Linked DNA regions of Hordeum vulgare: region 1 is linked to region 2. Evidence: chromatin contacts called from public Hi-C data. All regions are on one chromosome and are shown on one strand. Each heading gives the region's core, a stretch centred on a gene start, on an enhancer-like site or on the middle of the called end of the contact. The rest is flanking DNA. Distances are from core to core; before and after follow the strand shown. Region 1 holds the start of LOC123447204 (tetratricopeptide repeat protein 38-like). Region 2 overlaps LOC123447196 (inositol hexakisphosphate and diphosphoinositol-pentakisphosphate kinase VIP2-like).

Region 1 (5,999 bases), core at 1,083-3,582, 250 kb before region 2:
TTGAGGGTTGATGTGCTGCCGGATTGCTTGTGCATGACTCGCGATGACCCCCTTACACGGATTGCTTATGCATGGTTCGCTATGAAAAAACGTCATCCGTCAAGAGAAATGCTTTGGTGTAGATTTCTACCATCTCCTTAAGACAGTGAGGTTGAGATCTCTTGTCATGTCAAGGTGCTTTAGGTCAATTAAGTTCAACGACTGCGGCTTCATGACGTTGGTTCTTAGATGCACATCTGCGAATACTTCCCGGCCTGGTCAAACCGACATCGATAGGGGAGCAATGACAGAGGCGTGTCAACGGCTACGGCGCAGTGCTAGTTCATTGGTCTAGAAATCTCCATATATATTTTCGAGAGTAGATCAATTGTGTATCATATTTTTATAAAAGAGAGCAAAGACAATTTACAAGAAACCTAAAGTAGATGCGAATATCTACTCCCGGCAACGTCCGGTAACAACCAACAGACAAACCTAAAGCCTACTCTCTCACAAAACAAATGTGCTAAACCACCAACACCCACTTCGGCTCGCCTCCGGTCATGAACTTGCCATAGAATGGCATCCACTAGCTCGTGAGGCGTCATCTGTTGGTGGACCCTGTTGAAAATCCGAGCATTACGATGCTTCCACACACACAGCCCCCACAATAGCAATGACAAGTGTGTCGAACCCTCTTTTGCTCTCCTTGGATGGTGGACCTTGTGGACTCCACGCGTTGGTCGGCGGATCTTTTTAGAAAATCCACCACATCCGCATCCGTTTGATCGGGGCTATCCAGTAGTCCGACCCCTTTCTCATCGTTGCAGTAGACCTTCTGTTACAGAAACATTTGTGACGTTTTGTTGTAAAGTTTTTTTTTGTCTGAACTTTTTTGAAACATGAGTTTCGTGGTGGAAGAAATTTTGCAACACAAATGATGTTGTAAAAAATATATCTTTACTTTTTATCAACATGGATGTTGTTGTGAAAAGATTTCAGCAACACGGATGATGTTGCAGAACTTTTTTGTCTTAACTTTCGTGTAACATAGGCATCGTTGTGAAAGCACTTCTGCAGCACAAAAAATGTTAATGAAAAAAATATAAGTGACAAAAGCACACGGGTCTAGTCATGGAGGCCTTGGCTGATTGTGCGCCGGCTGATCAAATTTGTATCTAACGGTTGCGCATGCAGCGGGAGTATACGCGCGATCTTTTTTGCTTGATAATATGTGTCTCATTTATATTGTAAAGATCAAAATACAAATCATATAAAAATTGATATAACAAAACTGAAAAGATAGAAGGACATATGTGAGTTTGACACTAGAGTTCGTCACCTGTCTTTGCCACCATCACAACAGCCATCAAAGAAAAGAATGACGAATCACCTCCTCACCCGAACTCGACGCGGCTCCATCACTGGTATACATCTTTGCGGACCTACAAGGTTGCTCACCAAAAATAAAGCACTTGACGTTGAACAAATCAGACCGGAGTAACACCCTGGACACGCCATCGAACTGTAAATCTGACATCCCACCACGATTAAGACGTCAAATGAGGAAACCATACCTGGCATCCACTAACCACGAACCCAGAACACATTATGTCCTTCAGATATCGTCGATGCAGACCACAATCTGCATCCGCTCCTGGACTACCTCCCAAGCTCCGTGCCGACGTTGGAGCAAACGTCGACGAAACCCGAGGACACTGGTCTACCAGGAGGATGCCGCCGCCACGCCATCTTGCTATGGCTGACTCTATTTTTTTTTCATTTTTTATACTCTATTACTCCGTTCCAAAATATAAGGCCTTTTAGGTATTTCACTAGAAGACTACGTACAGAGCAAAAATGAGTGAATCTATACTTTAAAATATGTCTATGTACATCCGTATGTATTAGGAACGGAGGAAGTAGATAAGGCTACGATGCTTTTTTTTGGAAAAAATTCTACTACGGCCCAAACCAATTCTTCCACCTGGTCATCGTTTTCCTCCCCGTCCCTCGCGTGCCGCCGCGTCGGCATCCGGCGGCCGCGAGGCCACTCGCCATCGGGAGGATCACTGTCCCAAAACCACTGTCGCGCGGCACGACGCAGCAACACGCGCCCACCACCCTGCTGTGTGCTGTCTGACCGCCGAACCACCATTCCACGGACGTGGACGTCGCCAGCGGTGACACGGCACGGCACGCACGCACGCACGCACGCGCCTCCGCAACAACCACTCTCACTCCACGCGGCCTCCCGACCCTCCTCCTCCTCCCACGAGCACCACCACCCACCCAAGCAGCAGCAGCAGCAGCAGCAGCAGGAGGACGCGCGCGGCCGAGCCAGGCAGGCAGGGCGGCGGCAGATCGATGGCGGCCGCGGCGGAGGGGGAGGGGGAGGTGAGGAGGGACATGTGGGGGCAGGAGTACCGGACGGCCTCCGCGGACTGCGCGGCGGCGCTGGACGACTACTACGCGCAGACCATGGCGTTCGGCCGCGGCCGCGGGCCCGCCGCGCTCCGCGCCGCGGCCGCCGACCCGGCCTGCGCGCTCGCCGCGCTGCACGCCGCGCACTTCGTCGGCCCGCGCGACCGCGCCGCCGCCGCCGCCTTCCTCGCCGCCGCCGCCGCCAGCCTCGTAAGCAACCGACTGCCTCGGGTCCGCTCCTTTCCCCATTCCGAATCCTCCCTTGACTTTCGGTGCGCTCGCCTGCTTCCACAAGGGCAAGGCGACGGAGTACGAGAGGGCGCTGTTCCGGGCGCTCTCCGCGCTCGTCGGCGAGGACAGGGACACGGAGGTGGCCGTCGACCGGCATTTCCAGGTTCGCTCTCGCGGCGCCTTTCATCTGATTTCTCCTGCCGATCTGGGAGCGAGCCACAAAGTTGACTGGTGAAACTGAACGGCGTCCTTGCTCGTGTGTGGCAGCTGCTCAGGGAGTTCCCCAGGGATCTCATGTCCCTCAGGAGAGCGCAGCTCATCTGCTTCTATGTCGGACGGCCGGACACATCCCTCGAATTTGTTCAACAAGTAAGCTGACAATTTACCACAAGAGGTCTGGTTTTTATGCTTACAGTTTTCATATTTAGGATTTAACCCAGGGATAGCAATGCCGTTTCTTTTGTGCATTGGGTGCGCTTGTGTGAAACATTTCTTAGCAACACCCACTGAAACTTTCAGTGAAATAAAATCTAGTGATTTCTCAAAGGAGTTGTATGCCTGCTGTTTTCTAGCATCAGGGTAGGTAGCCCACTGAATGAAACCCGATGACAGTGTAACAGCATTTGTTACCATATTCATATTCACTAGAAATGCAGAAACTTTAAATAGAGCAGCTACTCTTATGAAAATGCTACTGTACAAATGAAGAAACTCTTTCTGACTAATTGAATGCCGCTCGTTGCTGATCAGGTTTTGCCGGAGAACCAAGATCGGAACTATGTATACGGCATGCTCGCTTTCCCTTTGCTGGAGCTCGGAAGAATGGACGAGGCTGAGATTGCTGCTCGGAAAGGCTTGGCTATAAACAAGAACGACTTCTGGTCACAGCATAATGTATGTTGATGAGTTGTTGTTTGGCTATATTTGGCTTTAGTGATTACATCTAGTTGCTGACTTGTAAGTGATATGAACCTTATATACCTGGTGACATGGGTATTTTGTAAATTGGTCACAGAATTAGCCTGCTGAATAATACTAGAATCAAGTGTTCTTTTTAATCTTGTTCAAGCTAGGTACGTGTGTAAAGAAATAGCTTTCCACGCATGAGTACTTCGAGGTATGGAATATACAGAGAAGCAGTGTTTAGACTTGCTAACTTAGAACAAATTACCACTAACAAAAATAATGGTTGTTGAGAACTTGAGATGGTTAAATAAATTATAAACCATGAACTAAACTAAAACTATGCAATATGATAGAGATCAGACTGTGTTAATCAAGATGTTAAAATCTTACTCTAGGCTAGGGTCACTTGACAGTTTCAACCAAAATGAATCCAATAGCAATTAGCACCTATACTGCCACTTTAATGCTCTGCTCCTTTCATGAGTCCTTCGCCTTAATTACCGCTGGAAAGTCTTTCATACTTAGCACAGATGTCCTAATAAATCTGAACGCCAGGCTCACGTCTATGGTTAAATAGTCAATAACCATCCAGGGCTGATTACTAGCTGATTAAAACAGTTGACCTATCCATAAGTCTTAAGTTACATTTAAATCCGATGCCAGGGAACAAAATGGTTTACGCCCTACTTGATCGAGATGTACTCGTGGCATCGTTTAGGATGACTAGAAGGCATCACGACCCTGGATAACTTATAGGGGAGGGATGCGTTGCACAGCACCAAGGATTGGTAGTGTAGAGGCTTTGTGCTGTCCTGCAAACCCTGCCAAGTGAGGTTTTTCTTGCAGGCTCTGCACATATACCCAAGTAGTTCTTGGACTGTTCCTGTTTTTGAGAAAAGGCCTATGGCCCAGCTTTTCATTCAAAACTGTTTCAATGTTTAGAGTACTTGGACTGATCCACTAAGATCTGGACAAATATGGCACAATCAGTTTCATTTAGCTTAGTCAGTGAGGTCATTCAGATGCTATGCCTTTTTTCTCTTAACGTTGATCCTTTGTATTCCATGTCCTTGCATTTTCATTTACTTGGAAGACATGATAGTAAATACTTTCTTTGCAAAAGGAAAGCCATGATATTTTTTTTGCTATGGTGGGGGTATGTGATATGTCTGTATGTTCTTACTGAATTCTCCTCATGCAAGGGCTGTTAAATTAAGATAACTTAACTTAGCATATGAGTTTCACTAGCTGACCTGTGCATATTGAAGTAACACAACATTCTTTAATATAAGCTACATCCTACATTCTATCTTGCAGATGTGCCATGTTTTTCAGCAGGAATGTCGCTTCAGAGAAGCTACTGAGTTCATGGAATCATGTTCTCCATCATGGACAGCATGCTCATCATTTATGTATGCAGCTCTCCACTTGATACCATTTCTAGTGGTGCAAATAAAAAAGCAGGAATGTAATTTCTTATAAAATATGTTCCCTTCTTTCTTGTAGGTTTACCCACAACTGGTGGCATGTGGCAGTCTGTTACTTGGAAGGCGAAGCCCCTATTAGGAAAGTTATGGAGGTATATGATCAAAACATCATGAAGGAACTCGATAGAAGTGATTGTGAGCCAGCCGAGGTATTATATTGTTATTGGTGTTCAGTTTTCCTAATATTGATGTCTGAGACACTGAATAATTTCTCATGCCTTCAGGTGTACCTGAATGCTCTCGGTTTGCTACTCCGTTTATATGTGCGTGGTGAGACAGGCCTAGCCAAAGAGAGGCTAACAACATTGCTAGATGATCTTAAGAATGAGGTACTACTGGAAACATCTTTTATATCCATTAGAAGATGTAGACTTTACTGTGCTGCCTATTCTCAAGAGCATTTTAAGATACATAAAGCTATAAGAGATCCATTCTTCTGACTATCCAGTTTGAACTTTGCCCAGTCCATTTGGCATGCGGAATGGCTCCTTGATTTACTTATATTATGGGCATTATCAAACATGAATGAAATTAAAGCAGCAGAAAATCTGCTGACCTCAGTACGATCAAGGTCTGGTATCTGAATAGTTCTCTTTTATTGGAAACATAAGACTGTCATATTACAAGTGTTCTCAGTATTTGTTTTCTTTTTTCCTTCAGAGTCTCTTCAATGGACACGAAAAGACAGCAAGTGATGCACAAGGCAATTCAGGTGTGCTCAATTCTTTGTTCAAGGTGAAATGCTATTGGAGAGATACCACATATAGAGTGCAATCAATACTAAGAGAACGTTAACAGTATGAAGCAAAAAAAAAAACACTAAAAGTGGAATGCTCAATTTTTGTTCTTGAATATCACTGCAACATTTTCTTGCTTGTCTATTGTATCACTCGTTCTCAGTGATAATATCACAAATTTTTGCCAGGGAAGTTGATCAATTTTTTGCTGCCGTTTGTTGTTTTCTTTGATACA
Region 2 (5,661 bases), core at 2,091-4,590:
GGGTTTATGGAGCATCAAAAATTGATCCAGGACCCTAAAACAGTGCGAGCCCACGAAACTGGTACGAAACGACAAAAACACCGGGTTTTTCGAACGTCTCGATAGCCGCGCACATGGTTCATAGAGCAAAAAAATTGACCTGGGACCCCAAAAAAGTGCCCTATAGCCCATGAAACTGGCTCAAAACGACAAAAACAACGAGTCTTTGAGACGTCTCCATAGTCGTGCACACGGTTCATAAAGCATAAAAAATCAACCCAGGACCCCAAAACAGCGTGAAACCACTAAACAACGAGTTTTTACAACGTCACAATAGCCATGCACATGGTTCATGGAACATTAAAAATTGACCCGGGACCCTAAAACAATGTGTTATAGCCCACGAAACTAGCCCGAAACTATAAAAAACATGCTTTTGGGACGTCCTGATAGCTATGCACACGATTCGTTGAGCATCAAGAATCGACCCGGGACCCCAAAATAGTGCGCTTATAACCATGAAACAGGCTCGAAAGGACAAAACAACGAGTTTTTGCAACGTCTCTATAGTCGTGCACAGGGTTCATGGAGCATCAAAAATCGACCTGGGACCCCAAAAGAGTGCGCTATAGCCCACGAAACTGGCGTGAAAAAAACAAAAAAAATGCGACGTTTTGATAGCCGTGTACAGGGTTCATGGCGCATCAAAAAATCGACCCGGGGCCCACGAAACTGGTCTGAAACGACAAAACACCGTGTTTTTTGGATGCCTCTATAGCCATGCGCACGGTTCATGGAGCATAAAAAAATCAACTCGGGACCCCAAAATAGTGCGCTATAGCTCACGAAACTGGCACGAAATGACAAACAACGAGTTTTGGTAACTCTCGATAGTCGTGCGCATGATTCATCGAGCATCAACAATCGACCCTGGACCCTAAAAGAGTGTGTTATAGCACATGAAACTGGCCCGAAACGACAAAAACAATGAGTTTTTGCGACGTCTCGATAGTCGTGCACACGGTTCATGGAGGATAAAAAATTGACCCGGGACCCCAAAACAGTGTGTTACAGCCCACGAAACTCGCCCGGAATGGCAAAAACGACGATTTTTTGCTACGTCTCGATAGTCGTGCACAAGGTTCAGGTGGAGCATAAAAAATTGACACACGACCCCAAAACAATGCGCCATAGGGACATTTCGATAGTCGTGCACAGGGTTCATGAAGCATCACAAATTGACTCTGGACCCTAAAACAGTGTGTTATAACCCATGAAACTGGCGCAAAACGATAAAAACAATGTGCTTTTGTGATGTCTCGATAACCGTGCGAAGGGTTCATGGAGGATAAAAAATCGACCCGGAATCACAAAACAGTGCGTTAAACCAAGTGAAAGCAGAAGGGGGCGATGAAAGACATATTTTCTTTTTTTTTGAACAGGGTACAATCAAAGTCGTTCACATACGCGAGCATACACTCATTCATGAACACCTTCAAGAGACTAAGCCGGCACATCATCTTGAGATTGACGAAGTTGCCACAAACGCCTTTGTAGTCAATGGAAACATTTCCTTCCACCAAACGCACGTCGGTGAAAGACCTGAAATAAATTTAAAAAATGCAAGCATCAATGTCAAATCTAGGATTTAAATTCTGATGGATGAAGGATACCACAGTCCTTCTAACCATCCAACCACAGGTTGGTTTGCAGAAAGACAGAATTTGTTCCATCCAAAAAAAGTTGCAATTTGTTACGTATTCAGTAGCTAGAACTCATGGTGCTCAAGATACACGTAAGCTTATCACAACGAAAAGGCAGGAAAGAGAGCCGTTGCGTCGTGCATCATACTCCCTCCATCTTAAAATGAATGTTTCAACTCTAATACAACTTTATATTAAAATCAATACAAATTTAAGACATTTATTTTGGGTATATCTGGCTGGCCAAAAATACTTGGCATGAAGCACCAGATGCTTCCAGGCCAAAATACAAACAAGCAACTCTTACTCAGCAACTTGACATCTCTCACATATCCACCTTTTATACACAAAGATGGGGCACGTCAGCAATCAGGGGCCAAATACTGTCCAAACTAATTTGCCATGACAGCCAGAAAAAGACTTGGGCAGGTTTCACACGCCACTATACCCTTTGGCCCTCTTTTAACACTTGGAAAGTTGGAATCATGCTCTTACCAAGAGATCATGTGGGCATTAAGCCCCCAACTCAATGTGGAAATCTGGTTTTTCCATCTCTCGGAAATTTTTCCTTCAATCTTTTTGGCTCTAGTGTATCATACTTCCTCTAATCCTAAATATAAGTCTTTTAAAAAAAATTACTAGGGAGCTACTCCCTCCGTCTCAAAATAACTGTCTCAACTTTGTACTAGCTCTAGTACAAAGTTGTACTAAGTTGAAGACACTTATTTTGAGACGGAGGGAGTACATAATATCTATATACATCCGTATGTAGTCTTGTAATGAAATCTTTAAAAAAACTTATATTTAAGAAGGGAGGGAGTAATTGTTCTTGTATCAACAGTATACTACCAGCCAATTCTGCTATTAGTATTTGGTTCCTTCAACGAGTATTATCTCAAGATTACATTAGGAATGGTACTTTGGGATGCGGCCATGCACAAAGTCTTTTGGACATTCCGCAAAAGAAAAAGAAAAAAGACCAGAAGCTTGATTCATGATCCTAAAAAAGATGAAGACTGCTAGGCATTCATCGGTGGATTTGTAGTAACCATCCACCATCGTTTTAGCCGTCCAATGCATACGCGTGCACCGTCCGATCACCAGCTCGATCGCCTCCCGTTCACCACATAAAATTCTGAAACAACGCTCCAGTTGCGAAAACAAGCACGCTGCTACGCATAATTCCTGAAACGATGGTTGAGTTGCAGAAACTTTCGCTTTGTTGCAAGAAATAAACTTTAGACCCGTTAATTTCTGAAACAACGGTCGAGTTTCAGAAACAATTTGCTTGTTGCAGAATTATTATTTTCTTCGTCTTTCTACAACATAGGTACTTTTGCGGAATAATTTTTTGCAACGAAGGTCATGTTTCAGAAATTTTTGCAACAAAGGTCAAGTTGCGAAAAAATTTTGTCTCTCCCTTCTCCAATCTGACGGCGCTGCCCCACCAGCCGACCACAGCACGCGCCCCGGCCCCGGCCCGCCACACTCGCGGCAGGGCAGCGCGGCCGCAGCCATGCCCAGCTCACCCTGCAGCCTCCCGACGCTCCGCCCCTACAGGAAATCCATGGCCTCCCCTTCCTCACGGGCCAGCAGCGGAGGCCCAGCCTGTGGCGAGCACGGGAGCGCATGGGCATATGACGACGACCTGCTGACTTGTATGAGCAGTGGCGTTGCAGGAGCTTGAGGTGGTGGTGGCCATGGCATGCTGCAGGAGCTGGGAAAAGGAGCTGATTGAAAAGGAGATAAGAAGGATGTAGCGGTGCGAGGGACACGCGTCGCGTGATGAAGGCGACGGACGCCCTTTCGATCAGACAGTTGAAAGGAATACTTTAACAAAAAAGATGGCAGAAAACAAGATGCAAGTTCCGTAACATATCTTTGAAAATTTGCCTACAATCATGCTCAAGATCAAGATGCCGGGCAAAAGTACACGTGAGATTCAGTTTCTGAAAGATGAACCCATGTTACCAAAATTGCGCAAATGGTGTCGCCACCAGATGTTAACAAAGAGGAATGAATATTCACATGAACTCATTTCTGGCAATTCACAGCTTTTTCAGCCATTTTGCTGTTAATTCCGCTCTTGTGGAAAGGCCAGAAACTAGCCAGCCGTTCAAGCACCCCAGCGCCCTTGGAGAAGTATCCCAAGACTTGTGGAGGTGCAGCCGGAGGAAAGTCCTCAGGAGGCATGGCAAACGGCCGCACCATCTTCTCAAACTTGTCCAGTGTCAGGCAAGAGCCAACTTCCTGCAGTCTCTCGGGGCCCATTATCGGCAGGGTGTGCTCCTGGAGCAACGGAGAAGTTTCACTGGTTTTGTCCTGGACCAACCATACGTTCTGTTAGTAACATCGAATGCGTGGAGTACGAAGCAAGCAGAGACTTCTGGATTGTGAATAGAGAGACATGGGTGAGTACCTCGAGAGGGCTGAGATCAGCACCACGACTGAATGTCATTTCGATCCGGAACCTTTCCTCATCTTCTAAAGGAACCTGTAAATAGTAAATTTGGTAAGCATCAGAAGTTTCCAACTATATGGATAATACCAATATTAGGAGGGCATGGATTATGGAGTACGCAGTCACAAAAGGATCAAACATAACTTTGGCAAAGAGCACCTATATGGTTATTCTGTGGAAATTATGACATAAAGTATGATGCACATATGTAGAGTACATGATACAAAATCAGATGAAAGTTTCAGCCAACTTTCCATGTATAGTAACATTTTGATAGGCATGTTATATGTACATGATACAACTAGGGGGAAAACACTCATAAATAGTGTGCACTTTTACTGCTTATCGCTCTGTGAAGAATATAGTGAAGTACTTGACTTAAAGAGAGAACCGACACCAATACCATTTCAACTATTTGGATGGAAGTAGGTTTGCCATCAATGCAAGATCAGATAGACAGAATTTTCAGCTACCAGCAATCCTACTCCCAACTTCGTCACTTGAGCAATGGAATGGTTATAGAGCATGCATGCATAGCCCATAAATAGGCTAAGGCTTTTCTCGGCAAAAAGGGTCAGACTACAAGGGGAGGCCACTACTTAGTCACATAACACATTATTGATCGGAAATGGCCCTACAATAAAGTAGCTAGCGAAGAGTATTATCAAATAACCATTTTTCATGACATTTTAAAAATAACCCAAATCCTAACTCATTTTCGAAAAAATGACTTGCCTACTACGCCATCCCTGGTAAGTGGTACTCAGGCACTCAGCATTACAGAAATACCAACGAAAACTAATACACTTAGATACATACCCTGTAGAGAAGACAAACAAATTTGAAGTACAAGATTCAGGACACACCATTTCAGTGTGAGAAATAACAAATACTGAAGAGACTATGTCACTTTGGCATAATCAATAGATGATTTTATGCCCAATTTCAGATACTGATGAAATACAGTGATCCCAGTGTAGCAAATGGAGATGGTATATTAGGTTGTAGTTTTTCCCATGACTGACGAATGAAGAAATATCTAATTGCATTGGATGCTATATAAAAGCATCCCTCGGTCTATCAGTGAAATGACGCTGCACCAGAGAATTGGCACGTAACACTTCATACTGCATACTTTTTATTTTATTTTATTTTCTGAGCATCACGCTTCATACTGCATACATAGCTTTGGTGCTCAATTGTAGTTAATACAGGTTTACATGAGTATTGCAAGTAAGGCATTTGAGCACTGAAAAGCTTTCTCAAGAAAAGGGATCAACAATACTTCATTGATCATTCCCACGAGAGTATTTGAGTACGTAAGATAGCTTTTTCAAGAAAAGGATCAACAGTACTTGATATACTAGTATAAGGTTAGGAAACTTTCTGCTCAAAATCTTTTGGAAATGCTAACTCATGAAAATAGTAGAAATATGCAGGATTATTTGTACCATAATAAAGGCAAAGTCTGTTGACAGACATATTGAGAAATATCATTACCTCTGTATTTTCGAACAT

The links. A called contact is a pair of places that touch in the nucleus more often than the background predicts.
Region 1: a contact with region 2 is called in a Hi-C map of leaf, with 4 times the contacts expected there. The contact joins the promoter of LOC123447204 here to the enhancer-like site in region 2. A contact is called at or near these places in 3 of 6 Hi-C or Micro-C datasets (leaf and seedling) and 1 of 1 datasets of contacts at active chromatin or transcription factors (embryo).

What each region holds. Positions count from the first base shown.
Region 1 is chr4H:10,256,491-10,262,489 of MorexV3_pseudomolecules_assembly, reverse strand. LOC123447204 (tetratricopeptide repeat protein 38-like) reads left to right here and starts at 2,332. Exons shown (of 14, transcript XM_045123786.1): 1 at 2,332-2,613; 2 at 2,699-2,797; 3 at 2,902-3,003; 4 at 3,385-3,528; 5 at 4,858-4,952; 6 at 5,047-5,176; 7 at 5,252-5,356; 8 at 5,492-5,598; 9 at 5,688-5,739. The coding sequence starts at 2,347.
Region 2 is chr4H:10,011,275-10,016,935 of MorexV3_pseudomolecules_assembly, reverse strand. It overlaps LOC123447196 (inositol hexakisphosphate and diphosphoinositol-pentakisphosphate kinase VIP2-like), which reads right to left. Exons shown (of 30, transcript XM_045123777.1): 28 at 5,644-5,661; 29 at 4,102-4,176; 30 at 3,545-4,004. The coding sequence ends at 3,717. Among protein-coding and RNA genes, the nearest start is that of LOC123447197, 14 kb to the right of the region's middle. Within about 2 kb of position 3,340, at least 1 of the 3 cell types and tissues checked has open chromatin away from gene starts, as enhancers often do. A contact at or near this core is called in leaf, where this site is marked.